2 separate regions of the Mus musculus genome follow, and region 2 is linked to region 1. Evidence: chromatin contacts called from public ChIA-PET data. All regions are on one chromosome and are shown on one strand. Each heading gives the region's core, a stretch centred on a gene start, on an enhancer-like site or on the middle of the called end of the contact. The rest is flanking DNA. Distances are from core to core; before and after follow the strand shown. Region 1 holds the start of Cpne2 (copine II). Region 2 overlaps Rspry1 (ring finger and SPRY domain containing 1).

Region 1 (5,399 bases), core at 1,933-4,432:
CTGGAGGAAGAGAGAGGTAAGGAGCCGATGCACAGACAAATAAATGAGATGACTTCAGACTGACAAACACCCTGGGAAAAACAAAGTAAGATAAAGGGATGGGGATATGCCCTGTCTCTTCCTCTCAGATTCCAGCGGACAAAGCTGTGGCTGTGGGTGATAAGTAGACGGTACTCCAACACACTAACCAGTAGTTTCTTTGGCCTCCGTCGGAGCCAGATTCAGGAGGCAAACAAGAGCAAAGGACACAGAAGGCACCTCTGGCCCAGGGTCAGTCTTCAAGCATTGTCTCTCCTGGACAGCAAGGGGTGGACCATGGTTGGATGGTCACCATCTCCAGCCTGCCCTGCCTAGATGGCAGGGTGCCCGAGCCTCCTGCTTCTATAGAGACCACACAGACCTTTCGGAAGCCATGTGCTTCGAAGCGAGATGGCTGGATTCTGGAGGTGTTCTGCTCCTACCCTCTGCAGCCCCAGCCTGTCTCGCAGGGCTAGGGGAGGGCAGAAGAGGGGAAGGCAGGAGCACCTAGGAAGTCTCAGCAGGTACAGATCCTTTCTCCTGACAGGAGTGCAATTACTAGAGAGTGCTTTTTCCGTCTTCTGTTCAAGCGTCAGAGCCCAGTGAGGTCAGCTCCAGGTAGGGGTGCATTACTTCTTTACACTTGGTCTGAGTAGAACGAACCTTCCTACCCTGGCCTCTCTGCCCCTCGAATGGCCCAGAGGTACCAGCATCTGATTCCAGGACTCGTCTCTTAAGCGCCCCCCCACCCCCCGGCAAAAAAAATTCCAGAAGGAATGTTGGATGCAGTCATGCGAATCAAGTGCAGTAATATTCCCAGGAACAATGGGATGACAGCTGTTCCCAAGTGCCTCCCGCACCAGTCACAGCGCTGACACACAAGCTCCTTGTCATCTAAACGGATCCTCACAACTACCTTTAAGGAAGCACACAATTACCTGGAAAGAGAGGGGGACAGAGAGTGCACGCACACCTCACTATTATACAGATAAACTGAGGCTCCATTTTGACCCTCTTCTTCACGTGGTCCCCTGAGGGTTTTTAATTCTTACGGCACTGGGGGAGGGCTTGAAAGGCAATCACAGACCCTCATGAAGAGCTCTCCACGTGTAAGAATACCTGCCCCGTTTCCTGGCCCTAGCCTTCCTACTGGCTCTGCAAATGGGCTGGTATTGCCGTCGGCCCTCGTTTCACAGATGGAAAAACACCCAGAGCCAAAGGGTGTGTGTGTGTGTGTGTGTGTGTGTGTGTGTGTGTGTGTGTGTGAAGGCATGAAGGCAGGAAGGCAGGAAGCAACAGAGAACTCAAGCATCCATAGCCTTTGTCCCTGGTTTTTCCATGCAGAAATGCATCTGATGAACTCTCCCATTCCAGGGGCTCATTATCATCTGAGGACAGCCCCAGAGTTCACTGGGCCCCCTGCCAAGGTGGCAATAAACTCTCGCTTTAGTGTTTGTGTCTGGTCAGTTTCCAGGAGGCCCAGGAGACGGTCCTACTTTACAGAAACTGGAAATACACAGTTGAGACCACCATCCCACTTCCGGTCACAAAAAGGTGTTCAAGGCCAGGTAAGTCTCTCACAACTCCCATATTGGGACTGTTCACAGGCCACTAGAAATGACAACCCAACCCAAAATGCCTCCCTTCCTGTGGGAGAAGGGCTCTCATCCAATGCAAAAGGCAGCATTCTTGACCTCACAAGGGGAGTTGCAGCCACTTGACCAGAAGTCAGCAAGCAAAGAGCTAGGAGTCAGTAGGCACCTCTGGCCCTGACTGCAATCCTGAAGCATCAGGGACCTTAAATTGTTTCTCCTGGACAGCAGCTTTCCTGACAAGAAGGAAGGATGACCAGGCCCTCCCACTTTGACGAGCCCACGTCAAATCCCTTCTGAGCCCATGGTGAGGGAGCTATATTCTGGAAGAGTTTAGCTCTGCCTGGAAGAAGGCAAAGGGAGGGGATCTCCCCAGGCTGGAAAGCAGGACCCTAACCCTGGACTAGGGAATTCTCAGCAGGAAGCCTGCCTAGCAACAATGCCTCCAAACAAAGATGCGGTAGACACCTCCAGGGGCAGTATAATACTCCTTTCTATCTCTGAGAGGGGCAGTATAATACCCCTTCCCATCTCTGCGTGACAGTTCCACACCCCTACATGATGGTGGTCTGTGGTCAGACAAAACAAAGGGCATCTGGGCTAATTCTCAAAGGCCTTTCCCCTTTCCCCTTCCCCCAGAATTCTTATAGGGCAGGAAGAATCAGAGTACAAGGAGGACCCTTTGAATGGCCACCCAGCTCCGGACTGCTATTGCACCTGTGACCTTGGGCACTCCCAGCCTCCTTTTGAGGTAGCCCCTTATCCAAAGACTAGTCAGCTGTACCAAAGACAGGATTCGGGAAGGGAGGGGAAGAGAAGGAAAAAGGAACATTAGTCTCCTTTATTTTTCCCAGGAGCACCATTGTGGGGATGGGGAAAAAAAGAAGGGCTTCTCGCTTCCTCCTCCACCCCTTGAAACACACAGGTGCCAGACAGCTTTTGCGCAAAAACTAGTTTGCAAACACACTCCGACTTCTGGAACGCCGCCCGGCACTATTCCCCATCTCTTCTCCCCAGTTGGAGCAGGGAGTCGGCCCTAGAGCTGATCCCGAGTAGCGCCAGGTCCTGGTCAGGGTGGGATCAAAGGGCGCGCTCGCCTCCAAACAATTGTGCTGGCGGCTGCGATCGCTAGCCCACAGCCGCCCTCTAGACATCTAACGGTGGAAGAGGGTCTCCTAAATAGCTAGCCAGTGTCCCCGAAGCCGCCCATCCTCCAGCCGCCCCCCGCAGACGGGCGCCCCCGCGTGGCCGGGTGGGAGCTGAGCCCCCCCCCCCCAGGCGTGCTGCGGGGGGCGGCGGCCAGGGACATCGGAGTCCCTTCGGCTGAACCCACTCCCCCTCCAAGCCCCAGGCCGAACTTGAGCGCACACAGTGCCCGGCCCGCCCTCGCCGCGGACCCCACTCACCGCGCTTTCCGCAGCCTCAGCGTGCTCCGGGCCGCCGGGGCATCCCCGGGCGCTGTGCTGTCGGCCGGGCGGCGGCGCGGGACAGGCTCAGGGCGCTACCCGCGCGGCCGTACCCACTCGTGCGCTCGCCCGGGCTGGGGCTGGCCCTCCTCGGGCCCCGGCTGCGGCGCGGGCTCCTCCCTCCAGTCGAGGGAGGATGTGGGCGGGAAGCGGGCGCGAGGCGGGCGCTTCCTGGAGGGGCGGCTCTCCGGGCTAAGCCGGAGCCTGTCCCGCTCCCGGCTGGTGGCCCGCGAGGACCTGGATGCAGCAGGCTGCCACTCCGAGCGATGCCGCGAATTCGCACCCAGCGCCGGGCCCGCCGCTCTGGGCGTCAGGCACCGCCGAGCTCCCCGCGTTGCGCTCCAGTTCAAGATGCGGGGACCCGGGGGTGCGATCTCCTGGTCCGCTAGACCCCCGGGGCGCCGCCCGCGGCTCTCACCCTAAAGCGCGCAGGGCTCAGCACGGAATCCTCGGGGAGACGCCCAGGACTTGCCTCCGAGCTGCGCACAAGAACCGCAGTGTTTTCTTTTTTCCTTTTTTATTTTATTATTATATATTTTTTAATTTCTTTCAATAGCGTTTTCTTGCCGCCTGAGACTGGGAAGATGACACATATTCCCGTGACAAAGACGATGAGATAAAGACGTTCGGAGTGGGGTTTGGGATCAACGGGAGAGTTGAGGCCTCCCCTCTGTGCAGCCAGCTTTTGAACCAGAGGCACCAGTTCTTAAGGGACTGTTTTGTCGCTGGGCAGCTGGTGGTCGCTCAGTGGTATTTTGTACCCTCGGAGCAAGTAAACCACTGGACATTACCACACGGAAGCTCTTTTAACCAGATTCTGTTGTGGGAGGTGTAGGGGGAGACATGGCTGTCCAGAGGTCTTAATAAGCATGGCCAAAGCCCTGGGCCCTGGTGTACAAGTCTCGGGATTGTGGGGCTGAGCGGTAAAGCCTTGCACTGAGGTTGTAGGTTTTCTATTCCAGACAGATAAGAGTTAATGCGGGAGACTCACGCTGCAGCTCTGAGCTCCCTCCACCTCTGAGTCACAGGCACTTTGCAGCCTTAGAAGGGCCCCCACTAAGCAGCCCTAGGGCACAGAGCTTTGTTCTCTCTGCCTGCCTGTCCCCGGAGCTTTCTGCTTTTCTCCAGATTCTCCTCGTCTTCTTGCGCAGAAAGTCCTCCATGCCCTCTGCTCAGCTCTGGGACAAAGCAACCTGTGGCGCCACTTAGAGCAGAGGTAGAAAATGGGGACCGCAACGTCTTCTTCCAGACTGTGAAGCAATGGCAGGTAGAAAAGTAGATGGATGAGAAGTTCAGGATGAAAGGCAATTAGCACAGAGACCCAACTCAGCTGTGGGACTTGACCAGCACTTTTCTAAGAACCCAGAAGAATATGGCGATTGGGGGGGGGTGGGTACGGAGGGGAGGGGAGGGAAAAGATGTCACTAGGTCTTGGTCAGGAGGGCAGAGTACTAAGGTCAGGGGTCACAGCAATTCCATTCCTAAGTACCTACCCAAGAGAAATGAAAATGTTTGTTCAAGCAAAAAGTTGAGCATGAATGCTTGCAGTTCAATAAACATTCTAGCTCAACTTATAGACATAGTTCACTAGAGCCAAAATGTGGGCAAGATCCAATATATACCAGCAGTTCATAGGGGAAAGTTCAGTGCAAAGTCCACACAGTGGAATATTACTCACCCAGGGAAAGTACTGACATATTAAAGTAGGGATAGTTTCAAAGGCAGCTCATCATAAAAGGCCAACTGGATAATTCCATTTTAGAAAATGACCAGAAGAGACATAGCCACAGAGGTAGACAGGGGATTCTAGTCATCCGGGCCTGGGAGGGAGAATGGATGTGGTTGCTCTTTGATACAGGGTTTCTTGGAGGGAAGAAAAAAGGGTTTCAGGGCTGGAGAGATGGCTTAGTGGCTAGGACCACTGACTGCTCTTCCAGAGGTCATGAGTTCAATTCCCAGCAACCACATGGTGTCTCACAACCATTTGTAACGGATTCTGGTGTACCCTCTTCTGGTTTGAAGTGAGGGACAGTGTACTCACATGCGTTAAATAAATAAATAAATCCTGAAAAAAGGTTTCAAAAGTAAGAATTGGATCTGGAATGTTTCCAAAGGCTCATGTGTTGACATTTTACTCTATAAATCATTTCACTACTGGGAAGTACTGGAAACTTTAGAGGAAAGTTACCCAGTCATGCCCCTGAGGATGTGATCTCTCTCAACATCACGAGGTGTGATGTTCTGTCTTCCTGAATGTCCAGTAGTAACAGAGCCAGCATACCATGAGCCAAAACTACAAGCCAGAGGAAATCCTCCTTTTCAC
Region 2 (5,399 bases), core at 1,965-4,464, 100 kb before region 1:
TAAAAATAACTGCCACAGTCTAAGTAAGAATTAATTTGCATTTGAAGACCATCTGAGGGAAAGAGGAGAGGACAAGGAAGGTAAGTGGGCTGGGAATGTTTCCTAGCATGAGCAAGGCTCTAGACTCTATCCCGAGCCCTGAACATTAAATTAAATAATAAATAAATAGGTATTCTGTCCTTTTTATATCCTTGCCTCCCTGACTGGGCTATTTCTTCTTCCTTCCTGCCACTGAGACCTCTGAAACTAGGAACCAGAATAAGTCATTCTTCCCATTAGGTCGTTTATGTCAGACACGTTGTAACGTGACAATAAAAACACCACATACACACACATAAAAAGAAGACAGAGAAGAAAGTACAAATATGAACAGGGCCAGAGTTGGAGCTACCAGAGCCTAGTTGGAGGGGAGTAAGGAAAGTGTGTGTTAGAAAAGTCTTAGACAGAGCTATATAGTTAAAGGTCTATGAACCCAAGAATGCTGAAATTCGAAGCATTCCAGTTAACTCTCATCTGAAAGGTGCCTGGGATACTTTTCTATTAGGGTATAGAGAAGCTTATTAAGAAGCTTATGATCCTACTGAAGACAGGGACTTAGAAATGTAAACAGATTTTGGCTGGTGAGATGGCTCAGCAGGTAAGGGCGCTTGTCTAATGAGCTGAAACCCATATGATGGAAAAAGAGAACCAACTCCTGAAATTTGATCTCTAATCTCAACACACATGTATACCCACCCCCAGCTCAACATAAATAAAATAAAAATATTCTATATAGAAGTAGAAACCATTTTTAATAAGGAAAATCTCCACTTACAGAGATTGTCTAAGCTCCACTGGGCACAGAAGCCAACTTGACGTTTCAGATAATCAGGATCATCAGCCCACAGCTCCAATGTGACCAGTCGGTCACTGATACTGGATTCAGAGATAGTCAATTTATTCTCACCTGTTTGGAAACATGAAATATGTAAATAACAATGAAAGAGGAGGATGAGGATGTGTAGTAGGTTAGTGGTGGTACGGAGTGAGGCAGACAATAGAGAATTTGGGGATTAAATTTCTACCAATGTTTCCTTCCAGGGATAACATAGCCAAAGAACTGTAGCTACTGTCTGGCAATCTCAATGCTATTTTTTAAAGATTTATTTATTTATTTATTATTTTGTTTTGTTTTGTTTTTGAGACACAGTCTCTCTATGTAGCTCTGGCTGTTCTGAAACTCACTGTATAGACCAGGCTGGCCTTGAACTTAGAGAGTAACTTGAGTTTGTATACTGAGTCCTGGGATTAAAGACATGCATCATAACATCCAGCTTAAGATTATTTTCTTTTTGGTTTTTCGAGACAGGGTTTCCCTGTGTAGCCCTGGATGTCCTGGAACTCACTGTGTAGACCAGGCTGGCCTCGAACTCAGAAATCCACCTGCCTCTGCCTCCCGAGTGCTGGGATTAAAGGCATGTGCCACCACCGCTCGGCCTCAAAGTCCAGTCTCTTGAAGAGCATCAAGTGCCCTTAATCATCTCTCTAAACTCAACACATCACTCCATTATGTTTTAAAATTTTGTGTGTGTTGTTTATGTACGTGTTTATGCCTGTGAATATATGCACACATGTGAGGCATGCATGGAAGCCAGAAGAGGGTACTGTGTCTACAAAATTCCTTTGGCAGGATCACTTCTTGAACTGGGGGCTTGCATTTTCTTGACTGGGCTGGAAGCCAGCCAGCCTGAGCAATCCTCTTGTCTTTGTCTTTGCCTCAGAGCTGAGGTTACTGGTACGCATAGGATGCCTGGCTTCTTACTAAGTGTTGGGATCCAAACTCAGGTCTTCATGATTGCATAGCAAGTACTCTAATTGCTAAGCCTTCTCTCCAACTCCCATTACTAAAGTTTTAGTTATGAAAGTAGTGATAATCACCATGCTTGGAATCTTAGCTGAGAACAATCTTTAGTTTTGTTCTTGATATATTTAGCTGGTCTTAAAACAAGAAAGTGTGTACATTTGATGGAGTTCAAAGTGCAGGCTCATTTTTTTAATAACCAACAAAGATCATTAGTGCAAGAAGTCACTATACCTACTTGTCTGGGCAAACTTTTCCAGTGCAATCAGTGCAAAAAGCATGACTGTGGGGTGGGACTGTAACTTCTGAAAGACAACAAAAGATAAAAACAAAAGTTACCCCCTGCAGAGGCAGTACGGTATCAATTTCATGTTCTATTTAATAGATGGCAGTCTATATATTTGGAACAGCAGAAAAGTCGCTTTTATTCAAACTCTCACTTGGCCATTTGGCTAATGGAGAATCAAGAGAAGAGTCTCTTAATCTATTTTTTTAAGTCATTAATTGGTAGATATGGATATTTCAGCAGTATCACATTGTGTTAGGGCTTTGTTAACTAAAACACCATTGATGCTTACATTCATTAAAACAAGCCAAAAAGAAAACTAGAATTGTATCTAAAAATGACCTTTAGAACCCTGAAAAGAATAATAGCAGCTCCAGGTTTATAAATAATGACATTATCAATGAACATCTTAGTTTTTGTTTTTGTTTTGTTTTGTTTTGTTTTTGAGACACGGTCTACTATATAGCTCTGGTTGTCCTAGAACTTGCTATGTATACCAGGCTGGCGTGAAACTCATAGCTAGGATTAAAGTCAGGTGCTGCCATGACCAGTAACATCTTAGTTTTAATCTAGTTCCTGCAGGAAATTCTACAGGAGCTCGTGATGACAGGAGAGTGACAAGTGCTCTTGACTTATATTTGAGTTTACAGCATGTGTGTTTGCACTTAAAGAAAGGCCTACATGTTTAGTATCTCCTCTTCTTGCCGTCCCCTAGCTATGCTGGGAGCCTCCAGAGAATTCTGGAACCCCAGTGTATTCCCATGCATTTCTGTGGTGCCTGCCTAAGTTCAGCAAAGCGCATAGAACCACTGTTCTCCCTGCTATAAAGCCTCTTTAGCATCTTTACCCTTGCCACATCCTGCCTGCTTTATCAGTTTCAAACCTTTCTACCTGGATATCCCTGTTCATGTCCTCCTGTCTGTGAACACTGCCTTCTCTGATCAGATAACTCTTTTACTAGGCTTCTATCTATGCTGCTTTAGCCAAGAAACTCACTGTGAGTTTCTAATCTTAGCCTTGTGTCATGAGCTAGCTAAGTAGGCCCCACCTTCATCAGGAAGTCTGTCTTTCATGATTACCACAGGTCCCTTGTCACCCAATCACATCCACTCCCCCACCCCTCTTCATCTTCTCAAAACTCTTATAGTGCTCAGCCTGGAGGAAGTAATTTTGCTCTTGATCACATCCTGTCATAAAGTAGAAGTTAACTGTTGTTTGAATGGTTCTATTCCTTTACCCTATAGTGACCTCTGTGATGGGGAAATGACTGTCCTACTACTTTGTATCTCCGAGTGCTCACTCAGAACATTGTAAGGGTTACTTTAAGTACATATTGTGTAGGCTAATTTATTTATAAATAAACTAGACAAATTAAGTCTTTTAGACTAAATGGGGTTTTGGTTTTTTTTTTTTAAAGAGTTTTTGTTTATTTGTTTTTGTTTTCCAAGACTGGATTTCTCCGTGTAGCTCTGGCTATCCTAGAACTTACTCTGGAGTTCCAGGCTGTGTAGACCAGGCTGATCTTGAACTCAAGAGATCCACTAGCTGCTGCTTTCTAAGTGCTGGAACTAAAGGTGCATGCCACCACCACCCAGCTTAGACTAGAGTTTTAAAAAAAGGCTAATTCTTACTAGGCTTGCAAAAAATAACCTAGAAAACACAGGCTAGTCAAAACTGCTGTCAAGTGCTGTGAGTGATAAGAAGACAGCTTCAGCAAACCACAGACCTCATGGTGATACATCAAACAGTTTACCAATGGCAGTTTTAATTGTGGTAGCAGGAAAGGCAAAGGTGGGTGAATATAGATTCATACACACTGCTGGTAACCTGGACTGCTGTTGGAATGCTGTAATTTTGTTTCCACTGTGTGTGTGTGTGTGTGTGTGTGTGTGTGTGTGTGTGTGTGTGTGTGTGTCTGTCTGTCTCTGTGTGTGTGTGTGATGTGTGCGTGAGGGCACTCTCACACATGAACCCAACCTGGGGTGTTCTCCATTATTGTTTGGTAGATTGTAAGGACACCTAAAAAGTCCAAAAGTCCTAGCAGCTATCTTATGACTAAATTTAAAACTAGAGCAACTCATAAATTTTTACCCCCTCCGTGTTATGTGTCTTCTTTCTTTCTGTCTCTAAACATAGGCGGTGTTAAATAAAAACCCAGCAAAACCTGTACATAAAGTTTAAAACTGATCCTATCCTCTGCATCAGGGACTATGCTATAACTTGAGAAAAACATACAATTCTATATAAATGAGAATAATCAGCTTTGATGTCTTACTTACCAGACACTGTAGCAAATATTCCAGTATTCCTGGGCTAAGTAAACCTATGCTTGCAGGACCTAAACAAACACAGCAAACACTGGACATGATTAAAAGTGTCATGCTATTTTAAATTGGTAACTAGTGACAACCAAATTGAGTTCCATTCTCTGACACACATTACCAAGGCTTCCTTTCTCAGGTTGTTCCTACTACCATCATCTTTTCAGTGTAGCAACTGAGTTCACCATAAAGAGACTAGCTAGGTCAGGCTCCTAGAGAGCCATAATAGTCTGGACCAGCACCCATGTGTTCTGATTTTGAATTCATCATTCTTTTACTATATATAAAGTAACTGGCTGAGATATTTTCATGCAATTTGCTGTTCATAGTCCTAAAGTGGACAATATTAATTATTAGAAATACATATAATAATTATTTATTATTCTAAATTTAGCCTTTCCCCTGTCTTAAGCAAATCAATACAACAAATTTATCTTAAATTTCTCTGAAAAAGAATCAACAAAGCTAAATTAGATTACACTTAACTGAAACTGAGTCTTTTGAGTAATTGTCTTCCTTTTAGTCCATTTCTGTTCATTCCTTTTTTGTTTGTTTTGAAAAAGGGTCCCCCACAGTTTGGTTTGGTTTTGTTTTTAGGCCAAGAGGTTTATTGGGGAAGGAGGAGAGTGAATGGCAGACTTGAAGTGAAAGACATGAGAGAGAAAGAGAGGCAGAGACACAGACAGAGAGCCAGAGAGACCAAACAAGAGAGAGGGAGAACAGAAAGGAAAGAGCTCCCCACAGTTTTGACTGGCCTCTAACATACTTACTGTGTGGGGTGGGGACTTGAACTTTTAACCCTCTTGTCTTAAAGTGCTGTGGTTATAGGCTTGTGCCACCATATTCAGCTTCTTTCCTTCTTTCTGCTCTAACAGGTTTGGTCAACGGTCTGTAGTGCAGTTGTCTCAATGTCAAACCAGAAAGCATGTGCTGGAGTTACCTGCTAGTTTCT

Evidence for each region. ChIA-PET counts read pairs in DNA pulled down with a chosen protein or histone mark.
Region 2: an RNA polymerase II ChIA-PET map of effector CD8 T cells shows a contact between it and region 1, with 63 read pairs. The contact joins the enhancer-like site here to the promoter of Cpne2 in region 1. A contact is called at or near these places in 12 of 39 promoter capture datasets (the 3T3-L1 cell line, the C10 cell line, the HPC-7 cell line and 9 more), 1 of 15 datasets of contacts at CTCF or cohesin (large pre-B cells), 4 of 484 Hi-C or Micro-C datasets (the G1E-ER4 cell line, cerebellum, neural progenitor cells and 1 more), 4 of 115 datasets of contacts at active chromatin or transcription factors (the 230-238 cell line, effector CD8 T cells, embryonic stem cells and 1 more) and 4 of 9 other capture datasets (adipose tissue, embryonic stem cells, liver and 1 more).

What each region holds. Positions count from the first base shown.
Region 1 is chr8:94,530,811-94,536,209 of GRCm38.p6, reverse strand. Cpne2 (copine II) reads right to left here and starts at 3,182. Exons shown (of 16, transcript NM_153507.2): 1 at 3,017-3,182.
Region 2 is chr8:94,632,171-94,637,569 of GRCm38.p6, reverse strand. Rspry1 (ring finger and SPRY domain containing 1) reads right to left here. Exons shown (of 15, transcript NM_026274.4): 5 at 5,388-5,399; 6 at 4,406-4,464; 7 at 2,079-2,145; 8 at 815-946. Among named protein-coding and RNA genes, the nearest start is that of Arl2bp, 32 kb to the left of the region's middle. Within about 2 kb of position 3,214, at least 78 of the 459 cell types and tissues checked have an H3K27ac peak or open chromatin away from gene starts, as enhancers often do. A contact at or near this core is called in the G1E-ER4 cell line, the HPC-7 cell line, effector CD8 T cells and 2 more, where this site is marked.